Linked DNA regions of Sus scrofa: regions 2, 3 and 4 are each linked to region 1. The links are chromatin contacts, called in public Hi-C, HiChIP or PLAC-seq and promoter capture Hi-C maps. All regions are on one chromosome and are shown on one strand. The core of a region is the stretch at or near the end of the contact, and the rest is flanking DNA. Distances in the headings are between cores, read along the strand shown. Region 1 holds the start of EIF4A2 (eukaryotic translation initiation factor 4A2). Region 2 holds the start of ETV5 (ets variant 5). Region 3 holds the start of LOC110256379 (nmrA-like family domain-containing protein 1). Region 4 holds the start of TRA2B (transformer 2 beta homolog).

Region 1 (3,095 bases), core at 440-2,939:
TAGGAAGTTTTTCTTTGACCTAAACCCGGAGTTTGGCCCTTGATTATTTCCTGTTAAAGAGACTCTGGAAATCCCCCATATTATGAAACAGTAGCTAGACCTAAAGAAAACATTCAACAATTAACACCTAATTGTTGATTGACTTCACCCTATAGACTCAAGTGGACTAAGTTGTTGGCTACTTTTCTGATTTAGTATTTCCTTCAGTTTCCTGGATCCCAGGAGATTTTTAGTAGATTTTGGATGAGCCAACAAGGATTTCTGCTTTCTATTCTCAGACAATGTATGGCATTATCACAAATTTGGACTTGAACATTATAAAGGGATGGTTAAGGAGCAGCATCACTAGACTGCAGGCGAAGACACTGTCATCTGGGTATTAGTTCTTGTCAGTTTCTGGCACAACAATTTTCAAGCAAATGATTTTTTTTTTTTTGGAAAAAATGTGGCATTTAGAAGCAAGCATCATACTGAATATAGTACACAAATATAGAAAATTAAGTCATTTTTCCTGTTATCAGACTTTATGTTGGCAGTCTGATTTAATGGTAAAAGGTTTTCTTGAGTAATTGTGATATTTTGCAGTATGGGTAGGATTGTATTTCAAAGTTAAATGACTATATATATTAATTTTTGTTTTGTTTTTACTAATGAGTATGGGTTAGGGCTATAGTTGAAAGCCTCTGGAGCTTTAAGGGTTACAATGCTCTCAATATCAATAAATCAACATTCATTATATATAAGCAATTAAAATTCAAAAAGCCTTTTGGAAAAAAAAAAAATGACCGGAAGCAAAACTTATGTAGTCCCAAAGCGGCACGGAGCTGTACTTGCCAGAAGCATCCACTTAAATTCCTGAATTACAGGAAAAATTACCCTTCTATTTGCCAGTTTACAATGATTTTATCAGGCATTGCTCACACCTGTTAAAATTTATAACCTTTATTTTTAAAAGGCAGTGAGAGAAGAGGCAACATAAGAAAGGAGTTGGCTACTCCAGAGACAATTTGCAGAGGACCCTACACATTTCTTCTCGCCCTGCACGATGTACGGTAAAGCGGATCTCCTGTGACACGCTGGGCGGCCGACATTTTCCGCAGCGCGAGTTTCACACTGTCAAGGTCTGTATGGATGTTAAACGCTCGTGTCAAAGGCCAGGCGGCTCTTTACCTTCGCGTTAAGTAGCGGCGCGAACAGGCGGAATAGCCCGATTGCCCTCCAGTGCGGAGTATGGCCGTGCCTACACCTTCCGCACCGAGCACGGCGAGCACAGCGAGGTTCCCTGGCTCGCCTGCGGAGAAACCGGGGCCACCCAGCTTCCAAGGGGCCCCGAGCTTCCGCCTCCCGGTCCTGCCCGGCGCCCCGGCCGCCTCTGCTCGAGGGACGCGGAAACCCCGTAGGAGCAGGGCGGGCAGGGAACGCGAACCTAGCTACTGCTTGCTGCAATATTCTTCCGCCGCGGGTCAAAGAGTCCCAACCTTCCCCCAGGGTCCTGGGATTTTCAACAACCCTGGAATATCGACACATAATCAAATTTGAATTTTCTTAATGATTTGCTTCGAATATTTTCTGAGATAAGCATCCCAGGATCACAATTTTGTGACTGGCCGAAGAGCGACAGTAAAATTCCTCCGCGGAAAACGGGTTCCGGCCGCGAGCCTATAAAAAACGGGTGGTGCGGCCCGGCTGTCTTTTCAGTCGGGCGCTGAGTGGTTCTTTGGATCATGTCTGGTGGCTCCGCGGATTATAACAGGTATGGCGCTCTCTCCGGTGGTTTTCTATGGTATGGTCCTAAGGCGCCAGAGGAGATGGTAGTAGGCGGTGAGCAGGAAGAGAAGCCCTGGTTCATAGGCGTTGCCTTGGGCCACGGTACTCCTGTGTCCTTCGAGAAGCTTCCATGAAGTGTAGGGCCCGGGTTGTGGGGAGACGAGACGAGGGTAGGAAAACGGGGTGGTTAAAGCGTGTCTTTCCCCGAAGGCGCATTTGAATCGCAGCCGCCCCCCTGCCCCTGCGGAGCCCGGCGTTTAGTGAAAGCCATGGCGCAGCCCGCGGTTGATAGAGTCTAATGGGGCTCGGAGGTTTATTCGCGGCCAGCGGCGCGGCTTGGGCGCGCTAGACGGTGGTGGGGTGGGGGGCAGGACGGCGACGGCGCCCACTGCCCGCGGCTGGAGGCCGGATGGGGCCGCGCCGGCCACGGGGTCCCAATGAGCCGTTGGCTCGCCTCTCCAGGCCTCGGCCCGCGTCAATCACCCCGGCTTGCGCAGTGTTAGGGGCGGAGCTCAGCGCGTGGAGCTCTCGCGAGACGGTCCGCCGCCGAGGGGAGCGCCTGCGCTCGGGCTTGGAGGGGGAGGGCCGGCGTCGGAGGGGCCTTTCCGGGTGTCCTCAGGTCCTAACCTTTGAGCGGGCGCGCGGGACATTGTGTGCCCTGCGGCATCAGCTTCTTCTGCGGCTTTGGGAAGTGGACTCGTGCAGGGGAGGGCGACCTCAAGAGACCGGTTGTGAAAGCGCTTTTTCGCCCATGTGCAGTTGAAGTGGGTTTGGGGAAGGGATTTTCTCTAACTGCAGTGTTTTTGTTGGCAGAGAACATGGCGGCCCAGAGGGAATGGACCCCGATGGTGTCATCGAGGTAAGAAACGTGTGTGGAATTTGAAACTCTGGGAAGGTAAGTGTGTTCGTCCCATTTATTCCTTTTTTTTTTGCCCAAACTTTCAGAGCAACTGGAATGAGATTGTTGATAACTTTGACGATATGAATTTAAAGGAGTCTCTTCTTCGGGGCATCTATGCTTACGGTTTTGAGAAGCCATCAGCTATTCAGCAGAGAGCTATTATTCCTTGTATTAAAGGTAAAAGAATTCGGCTGTTTTTAAAAATGAATTCACTCTTCTGCATAGACCTGGACCGTAAAAGGGAACGTATACCTTCTGGGGGACTAGCACCTATTTGTATTCCAAAAAGTGAAATGATGGCAATCATCTTTCGGGACTGACCTGAAATGAAGAGAATACTCATTGCTGATCACTTGATTATTTGGGCATAATTATGTTCCAAATGGAATACATGGTGTGACTAGAAGTGACGGTTTGCTGTGGGATC
Region 2 (2,740 bases), core at 217-2,716, 650 kb before region 1:
CTTTGTGCTCCCCCCCCCCCCCACACACACACCACGCCTGGTGCCCCCAGGAAAAACTTTAACACAACGCAGCGGTCCGATCGAGGCCCCTCCCCCGCGGCGCGCAGCGGGCCCGGTTTTATGAATGGGAGAGCGAGCCGCAGCCGCCACATCAGGTAAAGGCTGTAACTGGATCCCTAGCACTGGGCCCCATTCACAAAACAAGACACACTTCCACCCAATTCCCAGCCTTCTCCATTCATGAAAACTCCTTTGGATGCGCCCCCGCCCCCACTCCCAACGCACGCCCTGCCTCCGACGCAGGCCCCTCACCCCAGCGTTTTAGGAGGAAAGCTCAATGCTTCATTCACAAAAAAGCAAAGAAAAAAAGCCGCAGGGAGCTGCGAGCCAACGAAAGAAACCCGCTTCATTCATAAAGTCACCCACATTCATAAAAACGAGCTGCGGCGCCGGGCGCTACCAACAGCCTCCAATCCCCCCCTCCCCACCCCCGCTAGAAAAACCTTCCAAACATCTCTCTTTGGTACCCCTTTTCAATTAAGAGTTCAGTTTCCCCCAGAGGTCTCCTCCCCTCTGAAAATGCGGTCAGATCCCTAATCCAGCGCGAGGAGGCTCCGGCATCTCTCCATCCCCCTCCGCATTTTTTTTTTTTTTCCTTCTTTTCCACCATCCCCAGGCCGCGGTTCTGATGCTCCCCGATTTCTCGAGAATCGCCGTGCAGCCTGACGCCCTTGGTCTGCTGGGGTGGGAGTGGGGGACTGGTGTCCACTTTCCACAACCTGAAACTTGCAAGGCCTGCCTAAGTTCCCGGCCGACCCCAAATCTCGCAGGCTGCACATGTCACTTAACCTCTCCTGGTACTGGGGTGGGGGTGCATCACCTCTCAAACATTCGCCCAAAGCTGCTTTAGGTCCCCTCCTCACTGCAAACCTCTGCCGAGTACCTCTTCTCCAGAGCCCCCAAGTCCTCTCCGGACTCTCAGATCTCCAGAGATGGTAAAGCCGGCAACTCGGCGCCCCTCCATCCCCACCCGGGAGCCCCCGCACCTCGCGCTCCCGCGCGCCTCCCCCGCGACGTGCGGAAACCCGCTCTCTGCGCGCTCCGGAACCGTTAGCCGCCTCCGCTCGACGCCTCTCAGGAACCGGACCGGACCGGGCCGCAAGAGGAGGGGGCGGTCAGCCCTGGAAGGGAGGGGGCTCAGCCACCACAGAAAGTGCACCCCGACTTTGAGGATTCTGAATTAGCCAGTGAACTCTCGCCCGCTGGGCCCTTCCAAGACACCCGCTCCAAAAACCCTCTGTCCCTCGACGCCCCCTCACCTGAGGCGGTGGCTCTCCTCCCCTTGCAGCGGCCCCGGGGCGCAGGCGCGCTCACGCACGCGCGCACCGGGCCTGGGTGCCTAGGCGAATGGCTGGGCCGCACCGCTCCGGAGACGATAAACCGCTCCGCGCACCAGCGGCTGGACTCTGCGCTGCAGCTGCCAACCAGGCTGGAGCGCTGGCCCGGCCCCCAGCGGCCCGCCGCTCTGCCCACCGCCATTGGCCCGCGGCTGTAGCCCAGCCGTTTTCCCATTGGCCCGAGGCCGCTCCAGCGGCTGCCCATCACCTCTTGTTTACCCTGTCTGCGGGCAAATCCAGCCAAGCCGCCCCATCAACTCTGGTCCTCATTGGTCAACAGCACGTCCCTCCCCACCCCCTCAGGGGTCTGTTTTACATAATTTATGCATCTGGGGCCCATTGGCCAATCAGCACAGGCTTGTTTATATAATGAATGTAAGGACGTTTTTCATTCATAAAAAACGCGACCTGAGGGGGAAGCTTAGCTGAGTCAGTGAAGCACTTAAAGGGGCCGAGGGCCTCTAAGAGCCGCCTTTACTTCTCTCCTTGCAGCTCTCCCAACTTTTCACCGAAGCTTGGCTCTTTCCCCTTCCTCATTCACCCTTACTTCTTCCCCACCCCCACTCCCAGCCCTCCCAGCAACACCACTGCCGGGATTGGGCCGCTGAGCCCCGGTCGTTCGCAGCTGCAGCACCAAGAGAAGTTATCATTTTAGAATTCAGGCGAGAGGAATCTGTCATTCCACCCGGAGAGAAACTCGCTGACCGACCTGGGCGTTCGGCCCATAGAAACACAGAAAACGGAAACCGAGCCCTCTAATCTTAGTTACCTTTAAGAGAGGCCTTAATTTCCTTTAACTAGGTTTCCAGTGGGGGAAGAAAAAGCAGTATCTCCCTTTAAAATCTGAGCTCTCAAACAGCTTTTAGGTACTATTTTATACTGGCAGGCCCAAGGCCCAACCAAATCCTGTTTTCTCCCCATGCTTAATTGCAGTTTATAACCGCCAGAGTGGGTTTTGGATCCGGGATGTGAGAGGGTCGGCACTCAAAGAAATCCTCTCTGGGGAGGACACCAACCGGTCCGCCGACCTAGAAACATAAATCCCTCCGAAGCGGGCTTGCAGAGTTAGATCGCCTGCTTGTTTTCCATTTAAGTGTTGAATGCAAGATGGTGCATTTGCGAATTAGATCCCGTGCAGCTGGGAACGAGGAGAAGCTACTCTTCTTGCCAAACGACCGGGCACTAACTGCAATTGCTCAGATTCTTAACAGGGTGTTCCAGGAAACAAGCAATCCTCTCCCCTCTCCGCCCCCTCTGCCCCCTTCTGCGAAGGCCGTGGGATGACTCTCTGCTCTCCCCCAGGATATTGGGACTTGCGAAGGAGCTCTTCTGTTCTCATTCTG
Region 3 (2,968 bases), core at 148-2,647, 780 kb before region 1:
TCCTCATGTAACCACAGTTTGCTCTCACTTCCTTTACAGCAATCTCCTTAAAGCAGATATCTACAGTGCTTTCCTCACTTCCTCACCTCCCAATGTCTCAACCAGTTGCAGCCTCCAACGCAACTTGCCCAGTTCTGTGTTCATTTCCTCTGTTGCCAACTCCTCCAGTGGGCAGAGTCATTTTTAGTCCTTTCTCTTCATTTTCCCTTTCCCCACATCCAACCATGAAGATCTTCTCAGTTTACCTCCTGAATATGTTTCACTTCACCCCCATTGTCACTGACTCGATAGTCTGCTAGGGCTTCTGCAACAAAGAACCACAAGGCAGAAGCATATTGTCTCATGATTCTGGAGAAGGGAAGTCCAAGATTCAGATGTTGGCAGGGTTGGCTCCTTCTGATGGCTATGAGGGAAGGATCTGCTCCAGGCCTCTCTCCTTGCCTTACAGATGGCCGTCTTTGCATTCGCATGGCAGTCTCCCTGTATCTCCGCATCCTCTTCCCTCTGTACTCACCTCTGTTTTCAAATTTCCCCCTTTTATAAGGACACCTGTCATACTGGGCCAGGCACATGCCAATGATCTCACTTTACCTTGATGACCTCTGCCTACACTTTCTCTCCAAGAAAGATCACATTCTGAGGCATGGGGAGTTAAAACTTCAACCTTTGAATTTTGGAGGGACACAATCCACCCAAAAAAGGCTTGCCTCCATTCAAGTTTTGTCATTTCTCACATGTATCATTTCTTAAGTCTCCTTAGGAGAGTTTCCGCTTCCAGCATTGTCTTGTTTCAACGCATCCTCCATTCTGCTGCCAGAGGATCACATGACACCTGCTGTGGCCGCCAGGATAAATCCAAGCTCCTTGACAGACTTGCCAGGCCATTGTGTTCTGGACTCCGCCATCCTTCCCAGTCTGATTTCCTGCCATTCATATAGCATTACTGCACCCAGCATGAGCCCTGTGTCATGATTACCTTGTCTTTGAACTTAAATAGGCAAAGTTCAAGTTCCTTGGTTCCTTGATTCCTCCATTCCTCCTGCCTAGGGTGGTCTCTCTTTCTACTCTTCCTGACTGAACAACTCAAGGGGACTTCTGGTCAGCTTCAGCATCACCTCGTCTAAATGCCTTCTCTAACACCCCCCCAGTCTGAGTTTCCTGTCTTTCCGCTAGGACCTATGTCCCCTCTATGCTCCTCTCTGCTTTGCTTTTACTTACTAGCTTCTCTCTCTAACCAGGGTCTCTAGTTCTATGCCTAGTGTACTTCATACAAATTTGCTGTACACATGACAGCGACTAAATGAATCCTCATTTAGAAAACCGCTGTGTCAGAGTGACTAAGGTATCTAGCGATAAAGGTTTTACAAGTGAAAATTAGGGGTGTGGTGGCTAGTTGTGGTTTATAAATCTCACAGTCAGTGGAACTTCGCATTTCATCTGCTTCACTGTTTGGAGGAAACTCCTGCTTCTGAACTAATTCTGTGTTCAGTAACATGGCCAGCAAGAAAACCATTGCAGTGTTTGGAGCAACAGGTAAAAAACCCCCCAAACTCCTCACTTTTAAAGTGCATGCTCACTTTGCTTACTTTCTTGTCTTCCTGATTTTCATTTCAGAGTTTGCAAGCAGGGACAGAACAAAGGGCCCTTTGAAGGAAAACTGAGAAAAGTATCATTTGCTTGATACATCATTTCTGATGTAGTAATGGGGCAGGGTGATTTGGCTTGATTGGTCAAAAAGGATCTCAGCAGAACAAGGACAGCTGTCTGTCTGTATTTCTTTTTCTTTCTTTTTTCGTAGAAGTTGCACATCAGCATTAGCTCTACTCTGGAGACTTTTCTCTGCTCGCTTTCTGACAAGCAAAATGAGCAAGTGTGAGAGCCCATGGGTATGTAGGGACAGCCTTGTGCCTAACCTGTATTCCAGCGACTCTCTGGGGGAGGGACTTCTCCCTCTTGGACAGCTGCCCAAGAGCCTTTAGCCAGCATTGCTGCTTCCACTCTGCCTCCCTTGCACTCTGCTCTCCAACAGCCAGAGCTATCTTGGCAAAATGTAATTCTAGTCAGGTCTTTCTCCTCTGTCAAATTCTCACATCTGCCTTTTGATCTATTTGAAACTGTCATAGCATGGCAAGCTTTGCTCAAAACCCTCTGTCTCACTCCAGGTAAAATGCAAAGCCCAGCGGATCACCTATGAGACCCTTGTGGACCTCATCTTCTTCCGTTCACCCTTGCTCATTCTGTGTGTTTCTCAGACTCACTCCACCTTAAGGCCTTAGCATTGGTTGCTCCCACAACCTAGAGTAATCTTCCTCCAGTTACCCACACTGCTTTCTCCCTCCTGTCTGCCACCAGCTGGTGTCCTCTCCATGTGCACTTTCCAGAGCTCGGTATTTAAAATTGCAGCCAATTTTAAATTTTAAGCCAGTTCTTGTCCTGGCTCAGCAGAAAGGAATCTGACTAGCATCCGTGAGGACGCAGGTTGGATCCCTGGCCTCGCTCAGTGGGTTAGGGATCCGGCGGTGCCTGACCTGTGGTGTAGGTTGTGCAGACACGGCTCGGATTCCTTGTTGCTGTGGCTGTGGTGTAGGCTGGCGGCTACAGCTCAAATTCGACCGTTATCCTGGGAACTTCCATATGCCATCGGTACAGCCCTAAAAAGACAGTAAAATAAAATAAAATTGCAACCCCTCTCCACGTTGCCTGTCTGACTCCCCTCCCTGCTTGATTTCTCCCATTACTGTCTGTCTCTCCACATAGGATAGAAGCTCTGTGAGGTTAGGGATTTTGTCTGAAGGGAGGCAAAGCCCCAAACAGGGAGAAGAGAGAAGCAAATTCTCAAAAATCAACAGCCAGATATGACATTGCCTGTTGAAGGAAATAAAAGTAGAGAAAAGGAGATGATTGTCGCATTACAGTGATGGTGACATGGTTGGTTTTTCCTGAAAGAGTTGAGAAGCCAGGGGAGGGT
Region 4 (2,766 bases), core at 2-2,501, 800 kb before region 1:
ATACCCTTCTAATGAACCACCTAAAATCTTTCTCATTCCTTTGTGGAAGATTTTTGAATAGATTTACCAGATATTTGAATAGATTTTACCGGAAAATTACGTAACATCTAACCTAATCCCATCAAGGTTTAAAAAAAAAAAAAAAAAAAAAATCAAGTTCTATGGTGTTCATTACCCTTCCAACAAATCTCAAGCTCCAAGTAGGCAAGATTCTGCCAAGTCTTACATCTTTACACATTTGTACTCAAGGACCCAAAACCAAGCTTTACATCATGCTTTTTAAGCCCAGGAACTGTCTTATTTCTGCACTTGATCCAACCCTCACGGAACTCTACATTTTTAAGTGAAAACTTAAAAGCGCACCAAAACAAGCTGTAGTTCACATAACAAGAATGCCTCAAAACAAAGGAAACAACGGCGCCATAAATTGTTACCCGCCAATTTCTCCACCATCCCGTGGGGGGGGGGGGACCTCTATAAAACAAGAAAATATCAGCGACCTTGTGGTCTACTTGGACACCGCAACGATCTAGGGTTTGAGACCCTCTTCGACATCAAAGAAAAACACTGCATTTAGGCCGAACACAAAGCCCGCGCGTAATCTCCTCAAACTAACGGGCCCAGGACTTCTCCTAGTTCCCCCACCTGAAAAGAGGCCCCAAGAACACTCTAGAATTTCATACATTCGGGGCTCAGAATTCGACCTTGTCTTACCCTAACGAGCGAAAGACCCCACAGAACGTCGCTTCTTTCCCTCCCGAAGCCCCCGCGACCCTGTGAGGTGTGGGCCCCTCCGCCGGTCGGGCCCGCGTTGACGCGCGGCTCCTCCGCCATTTTGTGCTTCTGGCAGCGCGCCCGGCCCGCCAGCCCAAGATGGCTGCGGCGAGGCTTCGCAGGAGACCAACGGCGAAACGAGATACTGCTCCCCTCCCCCACCACCGAGGGGACGCAGCGGCCATTTTTAATCCCCCCCACCACCACCTCATAACGGAAAAAACCGCCGTTTCGGGTACCAAGCCACCTAAACATGCCGGCAGTCTCCCTCACGGTTAAGACACTACCTAGGAGGGCTTTTCAAACCCTGACTCCCCTCTCTCCTGGTCTCAGTTTTCGGAACCGAAATCGCTCCCCCATCACCCGGCCCGAGGCCGACGGGCCTGGAAAAGATGCAAGAAGCTGGGACCACGCAGCCGCCCCCTTCACCACTGCTACGTACCCGCTCGCCGTAGTTCTGCTCGCCGCTGTCGCTCATGACTCCTGGCTGCTGTCGTCGCTCGACGTGCTTCAAGCGAAGCTGCCACCCTCTCGCGCCTTCTATCTAGAGGCTCCGCCGCAGCCTCACACCACGCAGTGGTTCCCCAGCCGCTGAGGACCGAAACGCTCCGCACCGCCTCCGCACGGGCTCTAAGTCTTCCGGACGTGACGCGGCGCTCTTTAACCCGGCCCCACCCCCTCCCAGAAGGCGCGCTTTCTTGGCCCCGCCCCTCTGCGCTCGACTTTCCCTTTACAGCAGTGGCGCGTCCCGAACCGGACGTGACGTAACCCCGCCCCTCAAACCGCGCTAACTCCCAACTCGGGGTTTCTTAGAGGCGGGAAAGTGAGAGCGCGAGTTGTCCTCAGTGGTGGTCTCCAAGGGCCGTAGTGACGTCATCGGACACGCCTGACTCCCTTCTGGAACTTTCCAGCCGTCGTGGAGGGTGGGGAAGGGAGGAGATGCCCAACATTTCGCCCGTCTTTATTTCCTTTCTTTCACTTTATTCCTCATTTTTGTGTTTTCCTGTGATTGGAGAGGGCGGATAGCCCTATGGTAGGTTCCATGCTTTGCTTTGCTCTTATATATATAACTTCAGTTGTGGGTCTTTCCTGCCTGAAAAACCTTCATTTGAGCATCTGTTAAGTAGCAAGTACTCTACCAGATCTTGATGCACTGAAACCAGGCACAGTCTCTAACCTAAAGGGGTTAGTGGTGTAATTAGGGAGAACTGTTAAACACAGATTTGCAAACTATGATTTCAAACATTAGAGAAATGTATAACTATAGTGGTGTCACAAGGAGTTTAATTATGCCAAATCTCAACAGCATGATATAGTGGGAAGAGTCCAAACTTGGACGTTCAGCCATCCCTCTGTCCCTGTTGTCCTCCTTAAAAAAGTGTGGTACTTGGCTGGTGAGGTACTTCGATATCTGTAAAGGGCCACTTGATTTTTAAAAACAGTTCTCTTGAGATATAATTCACATACCATGCAATACTCCCATTTAAAGTATACAAATTGGAGTTCTTCTGTGGGGCAGTGGGTTAAAGATCTGGTGGGGTCACTGCAGTAGCTTGGGTAGCTGCTGTGGTGAGTGTTCAATCCCTGGCCAGGGAAGTTCTGCATGCCACAGGCACAGCCAAAAAAATAAAATGTACAATTCAAGCGGTTTTTATATTTATAGAATTGCAACCATCACAATTTTATTGTATTTTTTTTAAGGGCCACACCCGCAGCATATGGAAGTTCCCAGGCTATGGACAGCCACAGCCAGATCTGAGCTGTGTCTGCAACCTACACCACAACTCGCAGCAATGCAGGATCCTTAACCCACTGAGCAAGGCTGGGGATCAAACTGGCATCCTCATGGATACTAGTTGGGTTCGTTAACCACTGAGCCACAACAGGAACTCCATACCATCACAATATTAAAACATTTCCATCACCCTGCATAAGAATCCTGTCATTAATAGATATTGTTTATCTTCTCCCCAACCTCCTCTCCCCCTCCTC

What was found. Promoter capture Hi-C pulls out the DNA fragments that hold promoters and counts their contacts. Hi-C and Micro-C count contacts between places; a contact is called where the count stands out from the background. HiChIP or PLAC-seq counts read pairs in DNA pulled down with a chosen protein or histone mark.
Region 2: a contact with region 1 is called in a Hi-C map of skeletal muscle, with 2.8 times the contacts expected there. The contact joins the promoter of ETV5 here to the promoter of EIF4A2 in region 1. A contact is called at or near these places in 2 of 47 Hi-C or Micro-C datasets (heart right ventricle and skeletal muscle).
Region 3: a contact with region 1 is called in an H3K27ac HiChIP or PLAC-seq map of alveolar macrophages. The contact joins the promoter of LOC110256379 here to the promoter of EIF4A2 in region 1. A contact is called at or near these places in 2 of 2 datasets of contacts at active chromatin or transcription factors (alveolar macrophages and skeletal muscle).
Region 4: a promoter capture Hi-C map of fetal liver shows a contact between it and region 1, with 5 times the contacts expected there. The contact joins the promoter of TRA2B here to the promoter of EIF4A2 in region 1. A contact is called at or near these places in 3 of 5 promoter capture datasets (fetal liver, fetal skeletal muscle and liver), 3 of 47 Hi-C or Micro-C datasets (differentiating spermatogonia, embryonic fibroblasts and heart right ventricle) and 2 of 2 datasets of contacts at active chromatin or transcription factors (alveolar macrophages and skeletal muscle).

Annotation. Positions count from the first base shown.
Region 1 is chr13:124,581,373-124,584,467 of Sscrofa11.1, forward strand. EIF4A2 (eukaryotic translation initiation factor 4A2) reads left to right here and starts at 1,690. Exons shown (of 11, transcript NM_001100195.1): 1 at 1,690-1,753; 2 at 2,581-2,626; 3 at 2,713-2,845. The coding sequence starts at 1,725.
Region 2 is chr13:123,928,691-123,931,430 of Sscrofa11.1, forward strand. ETV5 (ets variant 5) reads right to left here and starts at 1,467. Exons shown (of 13, transcript NM_001243025.1): 1 at 1,320-1,467.
Region 3 is chr13:123,801,243-123,804,210 of Sscrofa11.1, forward strand. It overlaps LOC110256379 (nmrA-like family domain-containing protein 1), which reads left to right and starts at 1,398. Exons shown (of 4, transcript XM_021070002.1): 1 at 1,398-1,533. The coding sequence starts at 1,494.
Region 4 is chr13:123,779,500-123,782,265 of Sscrofa11.1, forward strand. It overlaps TRA2B (transformer 2 beta homolog), which reads right to left and starts at 1,252. Exons shown (of 9, transcript NM_001077221.1): 1 at 1,217-1,252. The coding sequence starts at 1,252.